Linked DNA regions of Ovis aries: regions 2, 3 and 4 are each linked to region 1. Evidence: chromatin contacts called from public Hi-C data. All regions are on one chromosome and are shown on one strand. Each heading gives the region's core, a stretch centred on a gene start, on an enhancer-like site or on the middle of the called end of the contact. The rest is flanking DNA. Distances are from core to core; before and after follow the strand shown.

Region 1 (7,102 bases), core at 1,251-3,750:
CTACAAAAAATAAAATGCCATGGAACTGTTTAAAATTACAGTAATAGTTGCATAGATTTCTTTGTGAGGAGTTCTAGAAGTATCAAAATTTGAGAACCTAAAAGAATGTTTAAAACATAAAAATCCTAAGAATGTGATGTTCAGAAAAAATTTTAAAAAGCTAGAAAAACTCATTTGTCATTCTTTGAAGCTATATAACTTTCAAAATTGGTAATAAAAGAAAAAGAACTAAGCATTTTTTCTGACTTTCCAATAAAAGCTGTATTTCAGGGTAATGAAATGCTGCCAGTTTATGACAGAAAGCTTCTCCAATAGAGAGGAAGAATGCAAAATAATAAATGTGGATGGAATGAAAAAATTACAAATTATCATTTTGAAGTCCATAATAAAATTATGATTCAGGCAAGAATTATCAATTATTATTAAGGCCTTTAAGTGAATGGTTGAAAGGAAAGTTGGACATTTACAGAAAACATCACACCTCACAGATTACTTTGTTTTACGGAGACGTCACCAACCTAATCAAGCCGTTAGCATTAAATATCCAGGTTTATTAGAACTTCAGGTACTAGAGTAATAAGCTAAACACCAAGAGAAAGTAGTCAAACAATTACAGAAAGGAAGATATTCTCCAGGACAATATGCCTCCTCTTAGCTAATCAGAGAAATTTTAAAAAAAAAGTAGGGGTCACTAGTCTAGATTGAGATTTTGAAATATCAACAAAAACAAGTGTGGTCCTTAACTGGATCCTGGTTTGGACAAGATGGCTATAAAGAATATTTGGGAGATAACTAGATAAACTTGAAGATAACAGAAGTTATCTTAAGTGTGATAACACTATTTTTGTTATATAGTATTGTTTCCAGAAGTACATACTGAAGTACTTACAAGTGGGAGATTCAGATACCCATGGTCCACTTCAAAATATTTCAATGAATTTAAAAAATAAAAAATTCAAGTCCAAGTCTCAACTTCCTAATTCATTGCTGTTTCCATTACTGCTCATTAATTCATTCATAAAATCATTATAAGAATTACATAGAAAAATATCTTGCAGACAAGAGGTTCAGAGACGTGCTCTACCACGAAGGAAAGCATTTTTTTGTTGTTGGTTTTTATTTGTTTTTACTGCTACCAAAAGTAAAACACATAACTCAGAGGTAACAACTCAGTATCACAGGCAACAAGACACCAAAAGGCATCAAAGCATCACGAATGGAGAATTTTGCCCTCAAAGAGCTAAAAACATTTTGTAGAACAGTTTCGTGAAGTTAATTACAAGAAAACTAGGCTGTTTCAAGATCATAGTTAAGGCTCTGAAGCGGCAGCCTCACTAATGCAATCTTCAATTGTTACATAAAATTACCTATTCCCTTCTGACTTCACTACCCTGTACAACCAGTTTACTACTTTCCAAGATGTGGTGAAGTTAACGGACACTCTTTCGAAAATCCCTCTCTCAAGCGAGGGCAGCCAAGCTAAAGAAAACCTTCACCATAACAACCAGCTTCTTTACACCTAGGGCTTCAAAACAGCGAACGCGGAGCCTCCCTCGAAGCCCAGAGAAGACGCCGATTATCGACTAGCAGATCTAACTCATTTGCCTTGTTTTCTCCTCTCTCTCTAAATCCAAAGGGTGGCGCTGTCCTCATTCCTTCCCCACACACCAGGTGAGCGCGCAGGTCCACTTCGAGGTCCGACCGAGGGGTGGCGGTGTCCACTGACGACTTCGGTCCGGCCTCTCCGCCGCCCCGGCCCGCGCGGCTCCTCTCCCTACCCAGCCCCTCCGTGTGAGCCCGCGAAAGCGCCCGCTCCCCTCCTCAGGGGCTCTCTCTCAGAAACTCTCCGCAACACTCGGGGCAGGCGGGACGGCTAGGAAGGACACAAGCCAGCACTCTGGCTCTGAGCCCTCAGCCCAGAAACACAGAAGCGTATAATGAAAAGCGTCGCGACCTCTCGCACCAACGCGAGTTAACGCCACTTCGACCGCCAGAGCCCCCAAGTTAACCGATTTGCAGACTTGACTGGACTGAGTGGTCTCTGAGAGACGGGAGAGGGCGCCCATCTGCCGGGATCACCAGCGCTTCCCGCCCCGCCCCACCGGCCTACGTGCGTCAGGAATCACGTGCCTCGTCTCCCTTTCCTACCGGCAAGCCGGCGCTCCCTTCCGGAAGTCGCGCCCAGTCACGCCCAGTCTCCTCCCACCGCCGGTGACGTCAAACTCAGCTCCTACCACTGCTGTGCCTCCGCCTCCAGGCGCGGGGAGGGCTCCCGGTTCCTTAAAATAAATCCTGCCGCTTCCGGGCTCATAACCAGTACAAGGGAGGGTTTTTAAGTTGAGGAGGGCGCAGGCCTCGGACGCGCGTGAGTAAAGTTTGACAGGCCAGAGGCTGGCTATCTGGAGGCCACCCCCGCATAGGCCTTTCCCCCTCTCCGCAACTTGTGCCGCACTTGGTTCCGCCGAGACCCACGACGGTTCCGCCCCCTTCTTCCTTGTCATTGATGTTGTTGTTCTTGTCAGTGCCGCAGCCCCGACCACCGGGAGCCCGAACCCGAGCCGGGGCCGCCCGGGTGGCGCGGTGGCGGCGGCTGCGGCTGCAGCAGCTGCGACGGCTGCGGGGGCTGCTCCGGGGACTGCGGGGGCGGCCGGGGACCGGCAGCCGGCGGCGGGGCCGAATGGCTCTGTGCGGGCAGGCGGCAGGCGCCGCGTCGCTGCCTAGCGAGCTGATCGTGCACATCTTCTCCTTCCTGTCCGCGTCTGACCGGCTCCGGGCCTCGGCCTCCTGCTCGCACTGGCGCGAGTGCCTCTTCTATCCGGCTCTCTGGCCCCAGCTCCGCATCTGCCTCCGCGTCTCGCCCGCGGAGCAGCCACGGCTCGAATTCCTCATGCGCAAGTGCGGCTGGTTCGTGCGAGAGCTGCGTGTTGAATTCGCCGCGGAGAACTACCTGAGCGGCGGCGGCGGCCCGGGCGATGGAGGCAGCGCGGACGCCGGGACTGGCGGGGAAGAAGTCGAAGCCCTGCAGCTCTCAACCCGTTGGCTGGAAGTGCTGCGCACCTACTTAGAGCTGGTCCTGTGCGTGCTAGTCAGCATCCGGAACAACAGGTAGGCTCTTCGCAACCCCTCCATTCCTCCTCCTCCCCACCCCCACCCCCGCCTCCACTTCCCGAGGCTCAGGGTCGTCTCCTTCCTCTCACCTCGAAATAGATTCAGTGTGGAAACGCCCCGCCCGCTTCAGCGTTGCTTTTTTCAGTGACTAGGGGTGTCAGTTCTAATCCGGAGATTTCCTTGAGGCGGGAGGACATAACAGGACTCATCCTAATACTTTATAAACAGTGATGGGCTTGGTGTTTATCAGACAGCACTCCTGGCGCCTTCCAGGCACTGTCTCATTCATCCTTGAACGGCAGCAGTGGGATGGAGTTGACAGGCGCGGTCATTCATTTTACAGATGAGAGCTGAAGCTTGGAGGGTGAGGCCTGAGAATGAGTCTGGGGAGAAACAAAACTAATTTGTGTTTTTGTTGTTATTGTTTTATTCTGAACCTATCCGATCAAAATAGTTCGTGGTGGCGGAGGGAGTAGGTATGCCACAGGTTTCGCATGGGTTCGAGACTCTCCCAGCAAAAAAAGAAATCTTTGACAGCCATTTTCTTACCGGGAATGGTTTTAACTAGGCCAGGCACAAAGAGTAGGAGGAATTTTTTTTTTTTTTTTAAGGGATCAGGGTACTGCCGGATCATCAGGATTAGAAGGTCCCTCCCTTTTGCACCTCCAGACTCAACTTGTCCCCAGTGATTCACCTAAAAGTAGCACCGTACAGCTTGGTGTTTGCGTGTGTTGGGGGAACTGGCCAGTGTCTGCAAAGAGTAAGCCCAAACTGTCCTGATTTTGCATCAAGACTTTGCTGTAAATCTGGGTCTAACTTCCTGTGTTCTGGCCCGTCGTCCTCATCAGTCTTTTCCATTATTTATCTATCGCCCTCTCCAGGATCCTATTAAGGTAGATTTTCTCTATCTGGACATTCTAACTAAGCTTAAAATTAAACTGTGAGGTAGAGGAAAGTTCATAAGTTCAAAAAAGGAACAACTTAGGTAGCAGTAATAGTTTAGCAGTTTGCAAGTAGTTTCACATTCAGGATCTTATTTGATCCTTTCAGCCGAACCTGTGAGTTAGGACAGCTGCTATTATCCCTGCTTTATAGAAAGGAAACTGAAACATAACAGGGTCAGATAATTTGCACATTATTTCATACAGCATTGTTTTTCTCTGACAGCAGTGTACTTCGTTTTGCTGTAAATACATTTCGTTGAACAGGATGGAGTGAAGGTCCTGGTTATGCTAAGTGAGATGGATATATCTGTATTCCTAATTCTCTGAATCACAAGGGTGGAAAATAAGCATTAGCTGCAAGTTGTATCTGGAGCATGGCTGCATCATCCCAGTATGCTGTGTATTTTCCTAGCTTTTCACACCAAGCCATTTTATTTCCTCACTTTGCTTTTATGTGGCAAAAGAGGCCGTTTAAGGCCATAAGTTGGTCTTGATCATGTTGGAGACTTTCTGTCAGAGTTGGATGTGTGGCTGGAGGCCCAGCTGACCCAGAGATTAGAGTCAGTAGTGAGCACTTACTACTGATGATTCAATGGAGGGTAGAAGTGGGGTGGCTTCTTTATAGAAAGGAAACTGAAACTAACAGGGTCAAGTAATTTGCCAGTATCAGTTAGATTTTTCTTGAGATTAGATAGCAGTTCTGAGCAGTCATTTAAAAATGCATGTCTTTTGTCCAAGTAAGAACCCACTTTACAAAGTTTTTATCTAGTTCCTTTTAACTGATTGGTTGGTTGGACAGGTAAAGGCAAAATAGTAATATATCACATCTTCCCTTTGTTGTTTAATTTTTTTCCGGCTCCCTTCCTCACCCCTATCAATTTTTATTTTTTTAGCTGTGTGTGTTGAGGTAAAGTAAACAAATAAAAGTGAACCTACCTCTTCTTTAGCATCTCAATCTACTTGTCTATAAGACTGCTCTCTAAATAATCTTTATATATTTGGAAAGAAAGTCTCAGCTTTATTTTTGAAAATATTTTGAGATACTCTACTAATATGGGAAGTACTAATAAGGATGTTAAAAATTTAAGTGAAACTAATTTTCTTCAGAGAAATTTGAAAATGTTTTAAACCAAGATGTTTATTTGATAACTCTGATAAAGCCTATTCTTGTTTCCTTCATAATCACTTAAACATCAAACTCAGGCTCAATGAAGAATGACTCAAATGCTTTAGTGTTTAGTGTTCTTTGATTTTCTAAAACCATAAAATTCAATAATTAATGAGAAAAATCAATATTTGACATTGTTCTTTCCATTTCCAAGGTAAATGTTACAATGCTTTTGCCTTATGATTTCTACCATTTTTTAGGTAGAAGAAGAGGATGTGAACTTACCAAGTCACAAACTTTATGCTTCCTCCTTTATGTTGAACTTCATACAATTCAAACTTTTATTTTGCTGTGTTTCAGTTATTTTCTTGTCTCTGAGTTAAAGAACTAAAACCATAACCTTGAATTGTGGGAACTTTTCAAGGGTACTGTTCTGAGATAATAATTGGCATTTTGTTTTGCTTAATTCCTGGATATGCACATGTACTCTCAGTGATTGTAGCCACCTTACCAATTTCTTAGATGTTTGGGACAACTGCTGAGTATCAAAGAGGTACAGAAATGCCTCTCACAGTTCACTTCTCCAGAGGAGGCTAGGATACCTGCCTTCTTTATCAACAGTCAGAACGTAAATAAAAAATTAGTATTCAAAATACTAAAAAAGAAAAAAATAAGTACACATTCAACTATATTGTAAGTTAAATCGGCTGAATTTCTTCTATAGGAAATTGTACTTAGAAGTTCAAAACAACAAATAAAAATATGCATTTTTAGATTTTAACCTGGCTGTCAAGTTGAGTACTACCTATTAAAATGCTGTTTTTCATACTCCTTAGGAAAAATGAGACTTCAGGGACAATAAGATTTATGATAATAGCTAATAGACTCAGTCAATAAAAATACTTATTCTTAATCAGTAAGCATAGGTACATTGTCAACATGTGATTTATACTTTCCTGGACTATATAAATATTTTGCCTTTTAAGGCTATATAAATATGAGCCTTTTTTGGATGAAATATTAATTGAGGGCAGTACTTTTCTAAAAGATGCAAGCCAGAGAGACTTTGTATAAGAGTGATTTCCTTGTTAAAATCTAACTACATGGGCTGGGGGGGCGGAGGTTCAAGAGGGAAGGGACATATGTATATTTATGGCTGATTCACATTGATTTATAGCAGAAACTAACACAATATTGTAAAGCAATTATCCTCCAATTTAAAAAAGATCTAACTATCTAGATTGACCAGTTTTTTGACTGTGCCTGCTTATATACCCTCCTAGTAGTAGAACATCTATCAATAATTCTTAAATGGGGTCTGCTGACTTGGCACGTGCAGTCACAGAGAATCTTATCTTAATATTTTTTTCAACATCAGTATACCAAGACCCAGCAACTGATAAGGCAATCTAAAAATACATCTTAAAATAGATTAAAAATTCTTTGGACATTTCCTATTACTATCCAAGAAGGTAGGAAATTCTTGAAGGTATTATCTCCAACAACCCTGAGCCTTATTTTTCTTGAAATATTTTTCCCATCACAGAGCAATAAATACATGCAATAATAATATTTCACTTTTGAGAGCTAACTTTTCTTATTTGTTTTAAAACACCCATTTGGAGAATATGTGTATTAAAATATACTGGGACTCTGACCAGTCCTTGCTGCCCAAGAGATAGTTGCTTTTAGAGAATAGATACCTTACCTAACAGACTCCTCACCTTAAAACTGACAGATTAAAGTGACTCCGTGGGGATAGCTTCAAGGTCATGGAGCAGAAAGGAGACTAACCTGATGAAGAAACTAATCTCCTTGGAGGGCTGCTGAGAGGAATTAGGGCTTTCTCTAGTCCATAGGCAGAGAAGGCAATGGCACCCCACTCCAGTACTCTTGCCTGGAAAATCCCATGGGCGGAGGAGCCTGGACGGCTGCAGTCCAT
Region 2 (7,102 bases), core at 3,237-5,736, 200 kb after region 1:
TAAATGACATGATACCATGAAACTCGTAGAAGAGAACATAGGCAAAACATTCTCTACTATGAATCTTAGCTGTATTTTCTTAAGTCAGACTGATCTAGTCAAAAGAATATATACACATATCTATCTATACCTATGCGTCAGAATCACTTTGCTGTATACCAGACCAAAAACAAACACAACATTGTAAATCAACTATACTTCAATTAAAAATTTTTTTTCCCATTCTCTATTCTTCTTCAGATCAAAACTACTTTACTTTCAATATATCAGAAAAAATAGTCTTCATCGTTTACCATCTGGACTCATTATCCTTTTTAAGTTTATATCTTCAAGTCATTTCATGAATAACGGATACATATTTAGATTAAAGGGATATTCAATAAAGTCATTATTTAAAAAAGAATAAAAGGATAATAGAGAGCAACTTTGTTGGAAATTTAAATAAGTAATCTAAGCATAGAAAATCCCAGTTTTTATTCCCTATTTTCCTGGTTTTGAAGATATACCCCAAATGGGCAATGTGCTCTGAATGCAACTACCTTCTCATTGCCTGCAATAATGTGTCTGGAACACATCCATCTTACATATAGTGACTGCAAATTCCAAATACATTACTACTGCATACTATGAATTGCTTATTGTTACTTCTGTTTATTTTTGGAGTTGCATCATCAAAACATAAGAATTTTCTGAAACCTTTAAAGGCTCGTCATTTTGTTGAATAGAGGACATATCTTCTTTGCTACCTAGTTGCAAAACATTTGTATTTTTAGTTTAATAAATGAGCAACTCAAAGAATTTTTAATTTCCTGATTATCTGTTTCCTTCTTATCATCTTTGTATACAAAACTGCCTTTTGCAAATATCCCTTTAAGAATCTTATCAAGTAAATTATCCATATAAACATCATAAAAGATGAAAGAATTCCATAATATGTGCTCTTAGCAAAATAAGATCATGCAGATGCTTATGGAATGAAGTTATTCCTTTTGAATGAACAACTAAATGAGAATATCACAGTTTTTGTCTTTAGAAATATATTGTTGACTCATTAATTCTTTACTTAGAAACATTCATTTAGGAAATGGTCATCTAAAGATTCTTAGTTTAAGATTTTGCTCTCATTATTAGAGAGCAATTTCTGTATTTCTATTTCTGTGTTCATCTTCTGAATTCTCAACTATATTCAATGAAAGCTAGAGGCATAGTACAAAGATCTTGAAAGAAGTTATAGTACTTGGAGCATTGCAAAAAGAAAACTGAAGGATAATGCAATATGATGACTTACTTCACTATTCTATCATCTTAGGTAATTATATCATTTTCCATTTTCTTATTATTTTAGTATATTTTGAAGCATAGTTTGGAACAATTAATCATTAGTGATGAAATAATTCCATGGATGATGAAGTAGCAGAATGTTGCAAGACAGGAAAAATAAGATCAGTAAGTTTCCATGGTGTATCCTAGATTTACAAGAGTTCAATGGACCCATGTAACTACTGCAAATAAAATAAAATTTTATCCTTTTTTTAATCTTATTTTTTAAAATGAATTTTTGTGTTTTGGAAGACCTTTAAGAAAGAATAAAAGTTGTAAAAAATCAATCCTTACAAACAGTACTCCCAGAAGAGGAAATCTTTGAAAACGAAAGTTGGATCTAATAGATCCTAATATCCTAACCTAAGGGTTAACTCTTAAACTCATTAATCTTTAAGTACATAAAGACAGATATAATTGAATTTGTTACCCATCCTAACATTTATTTCATTGTGATAGGAAACAACAGCCTTTTGTCCAGCTGAAAACATAAACATTATGAGTTCTTAGACTTCACTGAGTTGGATGGCAATGATCCCTCTCTGGGGACCATAAAATGAATGAAATTACCAAAGGTGCTGTACTTTGATCTATTCCTCACGGAATTCCAGGATCCCAGTGGATCCTCTCATCTGTCTCTATTAATCCTACTCATTCTTAGATCTTGTTTTTTGTGTGTGAATGTCCGTATTCCACCTTTATATCATTGTCTACAGCTATTTACTTGCTGTACTTTCAGTCAAGAATCCTTGTTAAGGTGGCACACTGACCCCACTTTGTTTGCAGGTCTGTACAGAATTTTGGCCTTTGATTCCCATTTCCTCTTCAGGAGTGTTTAAAATCTGACAACCAAAGTCATCCTCTTTTATCTTACAAAACAAGCTTTGAGAAAGTAAATTATGTATTTGCTATGTATCTTCTTTCTTGTGAATATAAGCTTTGAAGAACAAAAAAATTAATCATTTTCTCTGTGCAGTAAAATGCTTATAGGGCTAAGCATGGCAAGAGTTTAGGTGTTGTCCTTTTTGGAAATAATTTCATGAACAATCTGTGACATGGAGTGACTCCTGCCATATCCATAAATAAGAAATGTCACAGACATCAGCAATTTTGGAACACAATGCCTTCTGTCCAGCAGATGCTGCCATGCCCCTCTCCCTACCCTCCACCCCCAGGATTGCTGAGAAGCTAGGGGAAGCAGCCATCTGCCACATTTGCCGCTTCTTACGGTGAACAAGGAATTGAGGATGTAAACAATCAGGAAACAGGATTTGGCCCCAGAGAGTTAAGGTCCATATGAAAGGAATGAAGTCAGTGAGCCCAGAGACTTGCATTTTCCCATACATAGAATGCTAAATTCCTTAACTTGATTTCTGATTTCCCTTCAGTTCAGTTCAGTTCAGTCGCTCAGTCGTGTCCGACTCTGCAACCCGGTGGACTGCAGCATGCTAGGCTTCCCTGTCCATCACCAACTCCTGGAGTTTACTCAAACTTGTGTCCATTCAGTCGGGGATGCGATCCAACCATCTCATCCTCTGTCATCCCCTTCTCCTCCTGCCTTCAATCTTTCCCAGCATCAGGGGCTTTTCCAGTGAGTCAGTTCTTCACATGAGGTGGCCAAAGAATGTGAGTTTCAGCTTCAGCATCAGTCCTTCCAATGGATATTCAGGACTGATTTCCTTTAGGATGGACAGTTAGATCTTCTTGCAGTCCAAGGGACTCTCAAGAGTCTTCTCCAACACCACAGTTCAAAAGCATCAGTTCTTTGACACTCAGCTTTCTTTATAGTTCAACTCTCACACCCATACATGACTACTGGAAAAACCATAGTTTTGACTAGATGGATCTTTGTTGGCAAAGTAATGTCTCTGCTTTTTGATACGCTGTCTAGGTTGGTCATAACTTTCCTGCCAAGGAGTAAGCATCTTTTAATTTCATGGCTGCAGTCATCATCTGCAGTGATTTTGGAGCCCCCCAAAATAAAGTCAGCCACTGTTTCCACTGTTTCCCCATCTATTTGCCATGAAGTTATGGGACCAGATGCCATGATCTTAGTTTTCTGAATGTTGTTTTCCCTTACCTCACAATAACCTTTGATGGTCACACTGCCTGCCCCACTTTGTTGTAAACTTGTATATAGCATGACTCCCCCTCTTGCCTCCTTGGAGCAATTTTCTCAGGTCTAGTGAGATGCTGCTTCTGGGCTCAAAGTCCTTAACATTCCCACCAAATAAAATACCTCTCTACTTTAAAGTTGTGACTATATTATTTTTTTAGTCAACAAACTCCTCACTGAAGGGTGGGGTTGCCTCAGGCCATCAAACTCGTGTCTTTCCAGCCAGTTTCTGTCTTTCCCGCCAGTTTCTGTCTTTCCCATTTTGCTCAATTCCTTTCTTGAAAAGAGAAGCAGAAAACACATCAGGATGAATCAACCAAAGATTGTAGAGGGTGTGTATGTGTGTGTTGGTGTGTGTTTAGGGGGGAGAGGTGGCAGAGGCAGTGTAGGAGGGTAGGTAAACTGACTGGGAATACATCAATAGTGTATAAATAGTATGTAAGTTCTTCCAGATCGAATATTTGGCCTTTTTTGCCTACGCGGTATCATAGCATCGCTACTGTGCCTAGCACAAAGCAGACGAATGTTCAGTAAATGTTTGTTGCCCTAAGTGAAAGAACGAACTTCTCACTTTGCTTTTTCAGGGGAGATGCGGCTTGTTCTTGGAATCAACCGGGGCCCTAGAGGAGCGGATGTCCTAGGGAACACCTCCGTTTCTCTCAGCGAGGTGAGGAGTCTGGCGACAGAAGGTCGTACATCGTGGAGGCCCACGGGGACTGGGATCCGCCGTGACTCCCGGGAGAGGAGACCGCATCGCCACGACGCACCCCACCGTCGCGTTTTAGTTCCACCGGGTTTCGGCGCCTCCCCCGGGTATCCGCATCAAGTTTGTCACTGTCGCCCCGCCCCTCCAGCTCCGTCTCCGCCTCTCTCCCCTCCCCTCTCTCCTCCCCTTCTCCAACCTCCGGGCTCCGCCGCGGTCCCGCTCCCTCCCCTGCGGTTCTGCGGCTCGCTCGCCCCGCCCCCAGGATGGCCCCGCCCCATCCCCGCCCCTCCCCTCCCGCCCCGCCCCTCCCCCTCCCTTTGACGTGGCAGAGGCGGCACCAGCCATGTTGGTCCAGCAGAATTCTGTGCGCAGGCCGGGGGCGGGGCTGCGCGGTCCGGGATTGCGGTGCCACGGCCGCTCCCGCTCGGCGGAGGGCACGGATTTGTCAGGTAGAGGCTGCGACAGGCGCGGATCTCGTACGTGGTGGCACTGTGGTAAGGATCGATTTCGGGGCCGCGAGCGCTCGCTGGGAAGCGGGGGAAGGTCGGCGGCGGGTCCGCGGGCCGGGGTCTCGAGGGTGGTGCCCACTCTGCCCTCTGGGTGCCCCGGGCTAGGTAGCGGTGCCCTGGGGCTGCGACCCGGCCCGTCGGGGGCTGCCTTGAGCCCTGAACTTGTCACCTTCTCACCTACCACCTCTGCTTAGTTCTGTAAGGGCCTGGGAACCCGGCTCCCTCACCCACCTCCCCCGGATCACAAATGAGAGTCGAGTGAAAAACAGCAGTTAGGGCATCTCTCGCAGCACCCAACCCTCCGCTCATGGCCGATCTGCCTTCCCCACCGCACCCCACCCCACCCCATCGCCGCTTCTGGGTACTTTGGCTTCTTGGTTCATTCCTTGTCTCTTCAGAAGAGCTCTAGACTTTGACCCGAGGTGACTTGACACTCGTAGTTTGGCCTTCGGAGTTAAAGGGGATAAGGAGAAAAGTGCCAGGTAGAGCTCACACCTTGGGCCTTGATTACAAATAGACTTAAGTTTTCAGATTGGACCCATCTTCCGTACTTCCATTTGGCCCTAAATGTTTTCCCGTTTTGGTGGGAAGGGAAAAGTCATAGTAAATCCTCTTGTAATCACTGGAGTGAGTATGTTGAATCCCGGAGCTTCCTCAAGGTCCACCCCTCAAAGGAGTGGATAACTAGCCAAGTGAACTTGGTTAAAAGAAGTTTAAGATTTAATTATAGATTTATGTTAAGTCTTCCTTTTCTGCCTTCTCCAGTAGTCTTAACTGACATCACTTTGGAAGTTCAGTCATTTTTAATTGGCTCAGAATTTTAGATTTGGAAGGGGCCTTGTAGTTTTCCAACCCAAACCCCTCATTTTACTGATGAGAATTTGAGGATCAGAGAGGTTAAGCTATTTGTGCAGTATAATAAATCTAGTCGTGGGAAGTAGTTGAAGACACTTCATTGAGGATTTTAGGACAGAAAAGTGGGAAAGCCACATTTAATTGTCTGTTAACAGATATATCTGATTGGAAGGAACTCAAATTTTACTTGCAATTTACAATGTGTTTCACTTAGCTATCTATAAAATGGCTAATGGGCATATATCTTATGTGCTAGGTTAAAGTGACTTAATGTTTCTTTACTTTTAGTTATACCATAAGAAAGTACATTCCCAATGATTGTAAGTTGTGCTGAAAAGGAGCCATTTCTTTAGAATGGTCTTTTATGTTTTGTACCACTTAATAAAATGTAATGACTAGTATGTTGTCTGCATCCTAGTTTAGTGTTTGAATCAAAATTTTTTAGTTTTATGCTTTTATGCAGACAGTGTGAGGGGAGAGAATGCTTTTCAAATAATGCCATTTCATAAAGAGCTGGTTTGCAAAAGGACTTTGTTTCAGATATGCTGTTGTTGAATATGGGACCAAGCCTGGCAGGATTTGTTTCAGAGTGAGTGATTTTAAGATTAATTTCTTCCTTGGAAAGGTGAGGGAATTTGGGGAGGTGTTTTGCATGTCTCTGTAATCGGACCAGTTAAGATGAACAATGTGGGACATTTTTCAGACTGCCATTGAAAAGTGATAATGTAAGAAATAAATAGATGTGATTTAGAGAACAAATATGATCTTAGAGCAGAGCGATTGAGGAGACAAACAGTGAGGAAGAGGAGGGGAATTGTACTTAAATATCAATCAGGTGATACTAAGTATGTCTCAATAAAAAGTAAGGATGTCAAGTTACAATCCAGGCTTGTTGCCTCTTGTAGAAACTTAAACCTGGCCATTGCCTGTGTGTAGATGTCTTCATGATAAGTTTCATAGAGCCTTTCTCTACCAGCTTCCGTGCTTTTAAATTAAGCCCTAGAGTCCTAAAGAAGTGATTCTCAGGGCCTCTTTATATTCTTAAACATTATTGAGGATCCAGAAGGAAAGAAAAGAAAAGGAAAAAAAACCCAAAAAAGTCCCTCAGTCATGTCCTACTCTTTGCGACTCCATGGACTATACAGTACATGGAATTCTCCAGGCCAGAATACTGAAGTGGGTAGCCTTTCCCTTCTCCAGGGGATCTTCCCAACCCAGGGATTGAACCCAGGTCTCCTGCTTTGCAGGAGGATTCTTTACCAGCTGAGTCAGGCTTAATAGAAGACAGGTGGATTTTTGGATCTACTTGCTGTCTGTTTTGATATGTCGTCTGGTTGAATAGTATGAAGGAAATCTGGCCTCACGTAAACATGTAGCTGGAAAGCTCTTATTGTTTCCTATGCTAAAACTAAGGTTGGCATCTTCTAACTCCCCCCTGATTATCCTTGACCTTTGTTTTATCATTATCTTTCAACAGCCATTTTTTCTCGAATGCTTCTGTTTTTCTCAAAGCCATCTCCTATATTTAGCTTTAAAATAATCTTTTCTAAACAAATCTAGTTATCTTAGGATTTCTCTCTACCCTTTGTCAATCTT
Region 3 (7,102 bases), core at 2,745-5,244, 180 kb after region 1:
CCCAAAAGTCCTTACCTTGAGCAAGGAAAAAAATGTATCTACCTACCTACCGTCCTCTCCTTCTTCTTACCAGGAGACCTCACCGTACAGTGAAAGGCTTTCGAATCAGACAAAGTTTGGTCTCTATATCAGCTATACTTTTTATGAGTTAAATGATCTTGGGCAAGTGATGTTAGTGTCTTTCACACTTTTCCTAGAGCAGAGCATCCAACAAGTATACAGAAGCATATAGAGAGGTTACACTGAATCTCTCAGATTTCAGCTGGTAGTCTTAGGCCATGAGAACAGCTTCCTCCATTTATCCCAAAGTGACACCATTTAAAACACGTTAGGAAGCACTGCCTAGAAGAAGCTTCTAAAATCTGAAATCTGTGGGGAATTCCCTGGTGGGCCAACGGTTAGGACTCCATGCTTACACTACATGGGTTTGATCCCTGGTGAGGGAACCAAGATCCCACGGGGAGCACAGCATGGCCAAAAGAACCCCCTGAAATCTATGAACCACCTGAAACAATGAGCAAAATTGTATGAATAGGTGTGTTTTCCCCTCTCTGAAAATAAACAGCTTTCATTTGATTCTCCAGAATATGAGACTCCATAAGAGGTTAAAGAGGTTCCCTGGTTGCTCAGCAGTAAAGAATCGGCCTGCCAATGCAGGAGTCTTGGCTTCAATCCCTGGGTTGGAAAGATCCCCTGGAGAAGGAAATGGCAACCCACTCCAGTATTCTTCCCTGGGAAATCCCATGGACAGAGGAGTCTGGTGGGCTACAGGCCATAGGGTTGCAAAGAGTCAGACACAATTGAGTGACAAACACTTTCACTTTTTCAATGGAGATACAGACATAGGATACAGACTTGTGGACACAGTGTGAGAAGCAGAAGGTGGGAAGAATTGGGAGAGCAGCATGGAACATATAAATTACTATGTAAAATAGACAGCCAGTAGAAATTTGCTGGATGAGACAAGAAACTCAAATCAGGTGCTCTGTGACAACCTAAAGGGGTTGGATGGGGTGGGAGGTGCGAATGAGGTTCAAGAGGGAGAGGACATATGTAAACCATTCATGTTGATGTAGGACAGAGACCAACACAATACTGTAAAACAGTTATCTTCCAATTACAAATTTTAAAAAATTAGTCTAAGCTGATAAAACATCAAATGGTACTTTCCAGTAAGCATGACAAACTTTACTAAAAAGTCAATCATTGGTATTGGCACCATTACCTCATCAAGAAAATCCAAGGAGCCTTTATTCAATCTTTTTGTAAATACTGAAAACGTATTTACTTTCTTGAAAACCAAATGTCTAGAAGAACCTTTACAGACTTGTAGAGACTGATCCAAAGTCTCTCAAGATGTGGATTAAGGGTGTCATAAACATAACTTGCATTACTTATTCTACCCTTTTCAGGCGAAAAGACAATGGAACTGTTACTATTAATAGTAGATGGGAGAGAATGAAAATAATATGGATTAAACAAGAGAATCTTTAAGAACTGGAAGTAAATACGGACTATTTCAAATAGCTATAATAGTTACAATCAATAGTTATAATAGTTACGATCTAAAGAGAGAAACTTACATACCATGGTCACGTTACTATCCAGCTGTTGTGATTTCCAGTGACTTCTATGTCTGTTCACACTCTAAAGGAAGAGAAATCAGACAAATGATCATAGAATGGATAACTCAAAAGAAATCAATTGCTGCACAACATTCTAACAATCTTAAAGCCTGGAAAATGTTTCAAATTGTATTATGTCAAGTGATTATAATAATAATAATTTGGTAATTGATTCATGAATATTCTTATCGTTACATATTTAGCAGCCCCAATTTTTCCAACTACAGTCTAAAAACAGAAATAAATCTGACGGAAGGCTTTAATTTGATTAAATGATTAAAGTACAGCTACCTGCCGAACAGTTGAAAATTGTGCCACTTGTTGCTGTTGCCACTGCAGAGTGGGGGAGTATCCTTCTGGGGCAGGCTGGCATCCTGAAAGCTAGAGATCAGTTCATAAATTTTAGAATCAATGTTAAGTGTTACCACTAGACTCTCAAGCCTCTGCAAAGTAAAAGCAGAATCAAGAGGAAAAATGAGTAATAAAGCTAGTAAGACTACACAAGAAAGGAAGTACTTTTTGCAGATGTAAAAAAGGATGCAATTCATTTATGTCTGAGTTTAAAACATCAAGAAAAGATCCTTATACAGTTGCTTTAGTAAAAGCAATCTGGAACAGTTTATAGTTGGAGTTTCTACAAAATCCAAGTATGAGACCTGAAGATATAACCCAGGACTACCTTTCTATAATAGCAAAACTATTTGAAGCAAAAAGACATAATGCAAATAAAACATTCTGGTATGAGCAGAATGCAAATAATTAAAAGCATTTGACTTTACAAGGGCTACTTCTGTTTCTTAAAACAGCACATAGGTCACAACTGATCACATATTGCCTTGAAATAAAACTCAGTATGGTAACATTTCAAAAGTGAGGTATACAAGATACCATCTGTCATCAACTAAAAATTTCTGTAAAGGAATTATATGAAACATTACAGTGTCTGAGTTAAAATCTCCTGATAATAAACATCAGATAAACAAATTACTTAGAACACAAAAGGAAAAGGAACTGTGGTAATTTAAAAACTGCTGCTCTCCTTCCACCATAGGTTAAACAGCATCAAGTGGACTTTCTGTGGCTACTCCATCCAGACTAGTTCTCCCTGTTACTTACTGGTCATTATATGTTAACTTTCTTCACAGCAATAGACATAATATATAACGGTTTGTTTTTTTAATGTCTTCCTCAGGAGAAAGAGCAAATTCTACAAGGGTAGGGACTTTCTGTCTCATCCTCTGTTGTACTCCCAGTGCCTGGCACATAAGTTGCTTAGTTAAAAAATGTGCTGGATAAATAAATGAATGAAAAGGTTCACAGTGGGCAAGTAGGTAGAAAAGTGTGATACTTGGGTTTCTATTTTTAAAAAACAAAACCTAGTTAAATTCAAAACATACAAACTACTCTAAGATTAAATGCCAGCCCAATAATAATTGTGAACTGGTAAAAGGTACCTTAAAAATAAAGGCTAGCATAAATAACCTATTTAAAGACTCCATGAAGATCGGGTCATGCTCCTAAAGTGTTACGAGCTCCAGGAATGTCAGGGTTACTAAAAGTCTCTCTGCAGGTAGTAAACGCCAGCTGTCCTTTTGGGGGAAAAAGTACAAGCAACTGTCTAACTGAACATACAGTAATAAAATCTTACATTTTAACTGATCCTGTCCGATAGTTTCTGACACTATACGGTTGAGCCTCCGTCTTTTAATTTGCGGGGAGGAAAAAAAAAAAAATCCCCTGATGCGTAATAACACTCACAGAAATATTCACACTTTGCTTCCTTTTCAACTTCTTTGGGTCAATTTGAGCTACCACAACATCTGGACATTGAGCTGCTTCGATCCTACAAACAAGTGATAAATGCAAAAAAACGTGATTACTATTGTTCATGTGTAGTATAACAAGCGATCCAACTTCTACAGTTCAATATAAAATTACAAACTTCAGAATTGCAATGGAAGCTCTAAACAATAAATTTCTTAAATTATCTGGACTGAAAGCAATCTAAGAGCATGTATCTTGTCACCAGTAATCAGGTTTAATAAAATGAAGTTCACAGAAACTCGCTCACACAAAGATGTAATCAAGGGATTTTGTTCTGACCGAGTATGGGGACGGAACAGAAGTGGGGCTTTATCGCACTTTGGGGTCGAGCGGGGTACGGGCGATGTGTCCAAGGGCGTAAGGACAACCGGCCCACCCGCACAGGGTCCAACACTCACTGGACCCGCCTCAGGTATTCCTGGGGAGTCCTCGGAGGTACGCTGGGATCGAAACTTTCCGTCAAGTCGCAGGGCTCCACCGGCAAAAGCCGTGGCATCAACTCCTCCACCGCAGACTCCGCAGGTACCCACGCCATAGTTTTCAATGAAGAGCGTCCCACCCAGCGCATGCGCCAGAGCTGGGGTCACAGCGCAGGCGCACGTAGAGGCGCGTTAGGCGCGGAGTTGAGCAAGAGGCCGGCCTTAGGGGGCGTAACTGCGCATGAGCAAACGTGAAGCTTGTCCCAGAGTTTAAGGGTCCGGTGCTGTAGTGAAGACTGCGAACTTAGTTCCTTGTAGAAGTGGTTCTGAAGTTTTTCTGGGTTTTATTCTTATACCTTTCTAAGACTGAGGGTTATTAACTTTTATGCATCATTAGTATTGAGGGAACTGTAAGTACTTTTTAAGTTAATGAGCAGTTACTGTAACGATCATTTCTTGAGCTTTAAATTCACATCACCTGCATTTCCTCATTTAATTTTTAGTCTTTTAAAGTAAGTGGTATTATGCAAAGTTTGTGGGGACGGAAATCGACTGAAAGAGGGGTTAAGGACAATTGTAACTTTCTTCTAAGGAAGACCTATTGGAAAAGACCCTGCCCCTGGGAAGGATTGATAGCAGGAGGAGACGGGAAGGACAGATGATGAGATCCTTGGATGGCATCACCAACCCCAGGGACATGAGTTTCAGCAAACTCTGGGCGATGGTGAAGGATAGGGAAGCCTGGCGTGTTTCAGTCTATGGGATCGCAGAGTCAGACACCACTGAACAAGAACAACAAAAGAGAAGAGCCGATTCCAACACAGATTTATCTGATGCCAAATGAATGTAAAATTAGTTTCCCAGAGGAATTTCTTCTACTTGGCTGTGCCAAAGATCAGTTTATATTTATCCAAAATTATCTAGTAATAATAGAGTTCAGTTCAGTCGCTCAGTCGTGTCCGACTCTTTGCGACCCCATGAATCGCAGCATGCGAGGCCTCCCTGTCCATCACCAACTCCCAGAGTTCACTCAGACTCACGTCCATCGAGTCAGTGATGCCATCCAGCCATCTCATCCTCTGTCGTCCCCTTCTCCTCCTGCCCCCAATCCCTCCCAGCATCAGAGTCTTTTCCAATGAGTCAACTCTTCGCACGAGGTGGCCAAAATACTGGAGCTTCAGCTTTAGCATCATTCCTTCCAAAGAAATCCCAGGGCTGATCTCCTTCAGAATGGACTGATTGGATCTCCTTGCAGTCCAAGGGACTCTCAAGAGTCTTCTCCAACATCACAGTTCAAAAGCATCAATTCTTTGGCGCTCAGCCTTCTTCACAGTCCAACTCTCACATCCATACATGACCACAGGAAAAACCATAGCCTTGACTAGATGGACCTTAGTCGGCATGTCTTAGTAATGTCTCTGCTTTTGAATATGCTATCTAGGTTGGTCATAACTTTTCTTCCAAGGAGTAAGCGTCTTTTAATTTCATGGCTGCCATCACCATCTGCAGTGATTTTGGAGCCCCCCAAAATAAAGTCTGACAGTATTTCCCCTGTTTCTGCATCTATTTCCCATGAAGTGATGGGACCGGATGCCATGATCTTCATTTTCTGAATGTTGAGCTTTAAGCCAACTTTTTCACTCTCCTCTTTCACTTTCATCAAGAGGCTTTTTAGTTTCTCTTCACTTTCTGCTGTAAGGGTGGTGTCATCTGCATATCTGAGGTTATTGATATTTCTCCCGGCAATCTTGATTCTAGCTTGTGTTTCTTCCAGTCCAGCATTTCTCATGATGTACTCTGCATAGAAGTTAAATCGGCAGGGTGATAATATACAGCCTTGATGTACTCCTTTTCCTATTTGGAACCAGTCTATTGTTCTTTGTCCAGTTCTAACTGTTGCTTCCTGACCTGCATACAGATTTCTCAAGAGGCAGGTCAGGTGGTCTGTATTCCCATCTCTTTCAGAATTTTCCACAGTTTATTGTGATCCACACAGTCAAAGGCTTTGGCATAGTCAATAAAGCAGAAATAGATCTTTTCTGGAACTCTCTTGCTTTTTCCATGATCCAGTGGATGTTGGCAATTTGATCTCTGGTTCCTCTGCCTTTTCTAAAACCAGCTTGAACATCTGGACGTTCACGGTTCACATATTGCTGAAGGCTGGCTTGGAGGATTTTGAGCATTACTTTACTAGCATGTGAGATGAGTGCAATTGTGCCATAGTTTGAGCATTCTTTGGCATTGCCTTTCTTTGGGATTGGAATGAAAACTGACCTTTCCCAGTCCTTTGGCCACTGCTGAGTTTTCCAAATTTGCTGGCATATTGAGTGCAGCACTTTCACAGCATCATCTTTCAGGATTTGAAATAGCTCAACTGGAATTCCATCACCTCCACTAGCTTTGTTTGTAGTGATGCTTTCTAAGGCCCACTTGACCTCACATTCCAGGATGTCTGGCTCTAGGTAAGTGATCACACCATTGTGATTATCTGGGTCATGAAGATCTTTTTTGTACAGTTCTTCTGTGTATTCTTGCCACCTCTTCTTAATATCTTCTGCTTCTGTTAGGTCCATACCATTTATGTCCTTTATCGAGCCCATCTTTGCATGAAATGTTCCCTTGGTATCTCTAATTTTCTTGAAGAGGTCTCTAGTCTTTCTCATTCTGTTGTTTTCCTCTATTTCTTTGCATTGATCACTGAAGAAGGCTTTCTTATCTCTTCTTGCTATTCTTTGGAACTCTGCATTCAGATGCTTATATCTTTCCTTTGCTCCTTTGCTCTTTGCTTCTCTTCTTTTCACAGCTATTTGTAAGGCCTCCCCAGACAGCCATTTTGCTTTTTTGCATTTCTTTTCCATGGGGATGGTCTTGATCCCTGTCTCCTGTACAATGTCACGAACCTCATTCCATAGTTCATCAGGTACTCTATCTATCAGATCTAGGCCTTTAAATCTATTTCTCACTTCCACTGTATAATCATAAGGGATTTGATTTAGGTCATACCTGAATGATCTAGCGGTTTTCCTACTTTCTTCAATTTAAGTCTGAATTTGGTAATAAGGAGTTCATGATCTGAAGCACAGTCAGCTCCTGGTCTTGTTTTTGTTGACTGTATAATAGAGTAGCCATCCCTTTTTCTTTTTAAGAGAGATTTCTTAAATAGTGCAAAGAACAAAGTTAATGCCAACACCCAGAAGTTATCATTATTAATCTCAGGGGCAATCTTGTGAGGGG
Region 4 (7,102 bases), core at 1,586-4,085, 150 kb after region 1:
TGGCAATTAAATCTTTTTCCCTCCTTAGGAAATATCAGTTCATGTTGTGAATTTTGCAATTAAATCTTAAGTTTTTTTTAAACATTTAACACATAATCAACTACTTTGACAGGTTAATAAAGGAAGCAAAAGAAAAACTGCATAAATACCCTTTCGGTAGCAACAGTGGACTCTTGTTTAAATTTCTGAAGGGTGCCCATCAACAAGCCAAATATTCGCCTATTCCTAAAGAAAAGAAAAACAAAATCCAGTTTCAAAACATTCTACTTCATTTAAACCTGCCATGTCCTAAAAGAAGCACAGTATAGACACTTGAACAATTCCTAAAATTTTCTTAAAACTGCATTATTTAACAAGAGTTGTTTTCCTCCAGAAAGATACTTAAGATACCTTTGCTTTCCCTTTTCATCCATATTTTGATCCTGGATAAGGTCTCTGCGCGTGCGCTCTTTGGAGGTAGCTACAACTGAAGACTGCAAAGCTGGCTGCAGGAGAAAAGAAATCTCAGTAATTCAACTAACATACAGGTAGCACTCTACTAAATGTAGTAAGGTGAAAATACTATATTCACCCTCTATGAAGTTCTTTTAATTTCAATTACCTTCTTAACATCATCATCCTCTGGGTCGCTTTCTTGGCGTGATTCTCGTCGAGTCCGACGCTCCCCTCCCAGCCTGACATAGGAAAGGGAATTTTAAAAGGCCAATTCAAACTTTGATCTCCTACAGCTCCCAACCAGGGAGAAGGCAATGGCAGCCCACTCCAGGACTCTTGCCTGGAAAATCCCATGGGCGGAGGAGCCTGGTAGGCTGCAGTCTATGGGGTCGCTAAGAATTAAACACAACTAAGCGGCTTCATTTTCACTTTTGCATTGGAGAAGGAAATGGCAACCCACTCCAGTGTTCCTGCCTGGAGAATCTCAGAGACAGGGGAACCTGATGGGCTGCCGCAGTCGTGTCTGCACAGAGTCAGACACGACTGAAGTGACTTAGCAGCAGCAGCAGCTCTCAACCCAGTTAAGCTTTTGTAGTATAAGACAGGAAAGTAACACAGACAGACAATCTCCTCCATCTTATCTTTCTCCTGACCTTTACTGTGCTTTCTTTTTTTAGTTCTACCAGTTTACTGCTACCAACCCATCTCCCTCCAATCTCTATCATGCATGCGTGCTCAGTCATATAACCCCGTGGACTGCAGCCTGCCAGGCTCCTCTGTCCATGGACTTTTCCAGGCAAAAATATTGGAGTGGGTTGCCATTTCCTTCTCCATGTGCTAAGATTTCTGTTACTGCCATGAAGAACTGAGTTTTGAGGGATACTGGCTATCTCAGTTCAGTCAAATACCAAGTGAAAAGACTCAGAGTAAGTGATATACTACTCAATCCTAATACAACTCAATTCAACAATATTAAATATTTACATTCTACCTCATAAAATAAAGTATGCTTTCAGAATCTTGTCCTCCAACATACCTACTGACTGCCCCTTCAAGGTCTCTCTGTTTGGCTGGGGGTCCTCCTCCACTATCTGAGAATCCACGCCTGCAATAAAAATGTCCAACATAAAGCATATGAAAATTAAGAAAAATGGTTATTTCTATTTAAGAAGATAATTTAGTTGCTGTTATTAAAAACTCCTCTTCCAAATAAAGTAACCTCAAATGGACATTTACTTCAAGATGGATGTTCTTATAGCATTTCTTTTAGATCTATGAGAATATATTAAGTTTGCACATAACTGATATAGTTACCGTATTCTTCAATCTCTAGCTGTATGTAAATTAACCATACAGAGAACTACAGCTAATCACAGCTTCAAATCAAACTTTTCTTAACACTGGCTCTAGCAAGAAATTTGTTTAAACCGATTCATTAATTTAGTACAGTACCAATAGATTAAATTTTAAGGAAATCTTACCTCAGCAATAAACTACCACGTCCTCTACCTCCACCAGGACCAGAAAGGGCGAGCAATCTGGCTTGGATGGGCCTACAAAATAATTTACAAATCAGTTCAACAATCGTTTCTAACAGCACCAAACACTTCAACGGGTGCAGTTCACCATCAAGAGAAAATAAACAGAAAAGTTTCAAGATGACGGTTTCAAACCCGAAACACGGCAATAAGCACTTTACTAACTTCCTCGTTTTCCCAAGACCAGTTTCACAAAATTGTATTTATCTTAACACCACTACACGTTAACAGGCCTGAGTCAGGTTCAAATTTCACCAACCCAAAGAAAGTTGCACGTGGGCAAGAGCCGGAGGGTGAGGCAGCGGACCGCGTCCCCGGAAGGTCCCAGGGCCAGCCCTGAATCGGGTGGCCCGCGAAGGAGGAAGGCTTTGTGCTGCAGTTCCGGGCCTGCGGGGCCGAGGGCGGGAATCGGCAGTCCCGGCCTTCCCACAGGACCGGAGACCATCCCGGCGCACCCAGGCTCCGCTCTCCTTCCTCACGCACCCAAGACCCAGGACTTAACGCTGAAGGCCTTGGAAATTCCCACCTCACCGAGGACAGGGTCCCACGGCTGCCCGCGAACAGGCCTCGATGTTCCAGTCTTCTCAGGGCTGACCGCCCTCCCCGCCCCCAATTCACCCCGGCTTCACGGCCGCCTCTGGTAGCCAGCATTTCCCATCCACTCCTTACCTCACGTCATTCGGATCCCGCCCGGTGAGCTTGCGAATATTCTCATCCACATTCTTTAGGCTCTCTTTGGCCTTTTCTAGCTGCTCCTGCAAAGTTCTCACTGCGACCGCCATCTTCTCCCTGCAGCAGGCTTCGAGACTGCTCTATAGGCCGCGCCTGCCTGTGTCGCGCCGCAAGACGCCAGAAGACTGACAGCTGGGTTCGGCCAATGGCAAAAGGAGTTGTATTTCGGCCTCAACCACTCAGCAACCGGAAGGGGGAGAAACTGCCGGCCTTTGTGACTCTGGGCCAATGAAAAGTGAGGCAGGGGTCTCCTCCTTCCCCAATTAGCTGCGGGTGGCTGGGCTCCGCTTCTAGCGCAGAGCTGGGGCGGGTTTGAGTACCTGGGTCCTCGGAGACGTGGGTTCGCGGCCCAGCTCTTCTGGTGAGGAGAGCGGGGTCTTCCTGGCCCTTTTAACCTGTAGAGAACGTGCCTCTTATGATTTTACCACCTGATACCCTCAGAGTAGGGTTCAAGCGAGTCTATTTCCTCGTCTTCCCCCCAGTAAATGATTTGATTAGGAAAGGGTGCGGCCATTCCGTTGGTGCGCATGCTCAGAGAGGCGGTGGGAGGGGCGCAGACTTCTCTTGATTAGGTTAAACCTTAAAAGAGCGGAGGGAAGAGAGTGAAAGAAAAGTCATTCCTCCTAATAGCTAACAGTTATTTTGTACTCTGTGAAACACTTTACATACATTATCCCCTGCCGGGGGCAGCGTGAGGAATTCCGCCCATGGCAAAGGTCATGAGGAAGGAGGCTTGGCATACGCAAAGGCGTGATCAAGCCTCAGGAAACCCCCTGTTCCCGAGCATCTAACCCCAAAACCAGAGTCGGTTTTATGCTCTCACCTACACCTCTGACTTTACGGGGGGCTCTCCCCCATAACCGTTTCTCTCTGAGAAGGAGTAAACGTGCAGCTCCAAAGCAATAAAAATTCCTGGGCGTGACAAGAGTGTTTCAGCTTACGGACTCCTCTGAAGGTTATCTAGCCCACCTGTATAGGTTCGTCTGGCCACATGTGATTGTCTACAGCCTCCTAACCTGAGAGGCATGAGATGTTTTAGACTTACTAAAGGCAAATCTTTTGGGGAGTTAGAAATTATTAGTATAGTTGGTTAGGAATTATATTGGTGAAGGGTTTTTCATTTGTTGTGTCAATAATTGCTACTAATTCCCTGCTCTGGGTGGGACAGGGATGTCTCAGGTCAAACCTCTCTGCTGACAGACTAGCTTGTGTGACAGGATTATCCTTACTGCTGCCACTAGGCACATGATTGTTTACTACCTCTCAACCATAAACAGCACAGAGTTTTGGAGTATTTTGAGAGTCTTAATTAGCATAGGACTTTTTCTTCTTGTTGAGTCAATGATTGCCACCAGGCCTCCATATCCTTAGGCACTTGGGAATATATTAATCAATGTATTTGGAGTATAGCAAAGGAAATATAGTAGTTTTTGATGTTAGCAATACTAGACTTTTTGAGTTAATGGATGTTCTCTTTTGTAATAGATCACTGTACTTTGTTATATATCACTGTGTCCTTGCTGTGTAAGAATGTAACTTTATCATATCTTAAGACTAAATAGATCTTAAGGGGAGCATTGGTGAAAGGATTTTCATTTGTTGGGCTGATGTTTGCTGCTAAATCTCCATGTTCCCTACCCTTATAATGGATATAACTAGCATATAGGAAGAAATAAGTATTAACCTTTAAGATTAATCATGTTAACCTTGGGTTGAATAAATTCCTTTCTTGATTGTAACTCACTACACCCTCACCCTATAGGAATGTAACTTTATTTGGAGGGTGGTGCCTGGTTTAAGAAAAAACACCCTTGGAAGAAATAAGTTTTTTTGGTTATCAGAAAGAAAGGATCATAAAATGTAAGCAGGTCTCACTCATGGCCAGAAGATGATGTAATATCCCCAAGACCTTTTTTTTATACATTTATGTGAAGCACCTGATTTTGACAAAGGTCAGGACTGCTGACCCCGTGTGACTCTGTATTCATCCCTATGTGTAACAAAAGGTATATAAGCAAACCCAAAAATAAAGAAATCGGATCAGTTTCCGGAAAGACTGATTCCCCCATGTCGCTTCTTTCTTACTCCCGTTTTTTTGGCTGAATTCCCATCTGGAGCATGGATGCTATTCCACGTAATCCAAGTTATTCAGCCTCTTTTTCTCCACTAATCTTCCTATTACACTATCCATTTCTAATCTCTCTATATCTGTGATTAAATATGTATTTTTCCAAAGACGCCGACTCCGTCCCCCCACCTTCGAATCACCCTGGATCCACCGGGGCTGGACCCCGGCAATCCCCCACAAGCCAAAGGCTTGAATAAGCTTGTTATTCAGGCTTCTTATTACTGATAGGAAATTGAGTCTGGAGATAATGTAACTGTCCTAAATCACGCCGGTCCAGAATCATTCTATGATCAGACCAGTGACAGACTGAACTACAAAAATAATGATCAGATCATGTGCAGGGCTATACTAAAAAAAAAAAAAAAAAGCGACGATAACGGGTATTAGCCTCTACAGCTAGGCTGCAGCTGGTTGGTTTAAAATGGGTTCTGAGGAACAATGTTAGGGATAATATTTGTGTTCTCATCCTTCACTCGTTAGCCAGGCATCCTTGGACTAAGCTTAGCAGGCCAGCAGTATAATCCGAGTTACTATTAGATTCATATAACAATCCTTAAAATTCTTGATCTGTTAACTTGGACTCTGCAAAAATCCTGGAACCAGATAGCTGTGGTTTCTGCTTCCACGAAGTTTGTACGCTTCTCAGGAAGCAAAGATGCTTCCTGTACTTATGCATTCGACAGATATTTATGAAATGCCTACTATGTGCCATGCACTTGGATAGTCAGTGTACAATACAGATATCTGCCCACAAGGAGTTTGGCAATGGGAAAAATGAGGAGACAGATAAAAGCATAAGTAAATTATAAAACGTGGTAGAAATGGGTTAAGTGCTATACAAAAAAAGAAAACGTAAAGCTGGGTAAAAAGGATGTGTGTGTGTGCTCAGTCATGCCTTTGCAACTCTATGGCCTATAGCCTCAGGCCCCTCTGTCCATGGGAATCTCCAGGCAAGAATACTGGAGTGGATTGCTGGTCCCTCCTCCAGGGAGTCTTCCTGATCCAGGGATCTCCTGCAGGAGGATCTCCTGGCAGGCAGGTTCTTTACCATTAGCACCACCTGGGAAGCCAAGAAGGATGAGTCTTGATAAATAACTAAATGATTCTGGGACTTCTTTGGTGGTGCAGTGGTTAAGACTCCTAAACTTCCACTGCAGGGGGCTCGGGTTTGATCCCTGGTTGGAAAACTAAACTGCTTGCAGCTGTGGTATGGAAAAAAAAAAAATTACATGGTTCTGATTGTGAGCAATCACTGCAGATGGTGACTGCAGCCATGAAACTAAGACTCCTTGGAAGAAAAGTTATGACCAACCTAGACAGCATATTAAAAAGCAGAGACACTACTATCCCAACAAAGGTCCATCTAGTGAAAGCTACGGTTTTTCCAGTAGTCATGTATGGATGTGAGAGTTGGACTATAAAGAAAGCTGAGCCTCAAAGAATTGATGCTTTTGAACTGTGGTGTTGGAGAAGACTCTTGAGAGTCTCTTGGACTGCAAGGAGATCCAACTAGTCCATCCTAAAGGAAATCAGTCCTGAATATTCATTGGAAGGACTGATGCTGAAACTCCAATACTATGGCCACCTGATGTAAAGAACTGACTCATTTGCAAAGACCCTGATGCTGGGAAAGATTGAAGACAGAAGAGATGGTTGGATGGCTTCACCAACTCAATGAACATGAGTTTGAGTGAACTCCTTGAGTTGGTGATGGACAGGGAGGCCTGGCATGCTGCAGTCCATGGGGTCACAAAGAGTCGAACACGACTGAGCGACTGAACTGAACTGATTGTGAGCATGCTTAGTCTCATTGATCCTTATCACAATACTGTGTAGTAGGTGGTACTTGGAACGTTAGTGTGGTAATAGTGCCACGAAGTGTAACAGTGTTTCCATGGGAAGATGCTTTTAGAGTCAGCCAAAAAGGTAGGATCTAGTCCTACTTCTTTAGAATCTATTACTATCATCCTGGGGAAATTGAAGTCTCATTTACGGGGGTTAATCAGTAGAATGCCCCGTCCAACATTTAGTAATGCTCAATAAGTATTAGTTTCCCCTCTAGTCTCCAAAGGATCCGAAGACACCGATATTGTGGTTTGAGAAACTGACCTTAGTAAGACATCAATTTTTTGCCTAATCTTTGACCTTGCTGGTGGTGATGAGGGAGAATACAATTGGACATAAAGGACCTGATTTTACAAACGGGAAATTTTAGTGCTGGAAAAATCAAGATTAAGATTACAAAATACTCTTCAAAATTAGTCCTTTT

What was found. Hi-C and Micro-C count contacts between places; a contact is called where the count stands out from the background.
Region 2: a Hi-C map of liver shows a contact between it and region 1, with 6 times the contacts expected there. The contact joins the promoter of SEC23A here to the promoter of FBXO33 in region 1. A contact is called at or near these places in 7 of 16 Hi-C or Micro-C datasets (blood, liver, omental adipose tissue and 2 more).
Region 3: a contact with region 1 is called in a Hi-C map of tail adipose tissue, with 2.4 times the contacts expected there. The contact joins the promoter of GEMIN2 here to the promoter of FBXO33 in region 1. A contact is called at or near these places in 2 of 16 Hi-C or Micro-C datasets (skin fibroblasts and tail adipose tissue).
Region 4: a contact with region 1 is called in a Hi-C map of tail adipose tissue, with 2.7 times the contacts expected there. The contact joins the promoter of PNN here to the promoter of FBXO33 in region 1. A contact is called at or near these places in 3 of 16 Hi-C or Micro-C datasets (blood, skin fibroblasts and tail adipose tissue).

What each region holds. Positions count from the first base shown.
Region 1 is chr18:47,041,783-47,048,884 of ARS-UI_Ramb_v3.0, reverse strand. FBXO33 (F-box protein 33) reads left to right here and starts at 2,500. Exons shown (of 4, transcript XM_015102015.3): 1 at 2,500-3,105. The coding sequence starts at 2,504. It overlaps LOC105603195 (a long non-coding RNA gene), which reads right to left and starts at 2,189. Exons shown (of 5, transcript XR_009597254.1): 1 at 1,669-2,189.
Region 2 is chr18:46,841,473-46,848,574 of ARS-UI_Ramb_v3.0, reverse strand. It overlaps SEC23A (SEC23 homolog A, COPII coat complex component), which reads left to right and starts at 4,486. Exons shown (of 20, transcript XM_004017906.5): 1 at 4,486-4,636.
Region 3 is chr18:46,859,066-46,866,167 of ARS-UI_Ramb_v3.0, reverse strand. GEMIN2 (gem nuclear organelle associated protein 2) reads right to left here and starts at 3,994. Exons shown (of 10, transcript XM_004017907.6): 1 at 3,848-3,994; 2 at 3,384-3,468; 3 at 1,917-2,006; 4 at 1,588-1,647. The coding sequence starts at 3,984.
Region 4 is chr18:46,894,319-46,901,420 of ARS-UI_Ramb_v3.0, reverse strand. It overlaps PNN (pinin, desmosome associated protein), which reads right to left and starts at 2,835. Exons shown (of 9, transcript XM_004017911.6): 1 at 2,643-2,835; 2 at 1,917-1,988; 3 at 1,472-1,540; 4 at 602-674; 5 at 391-485; 6 at 150-225. The coding sequence starts at 2,755.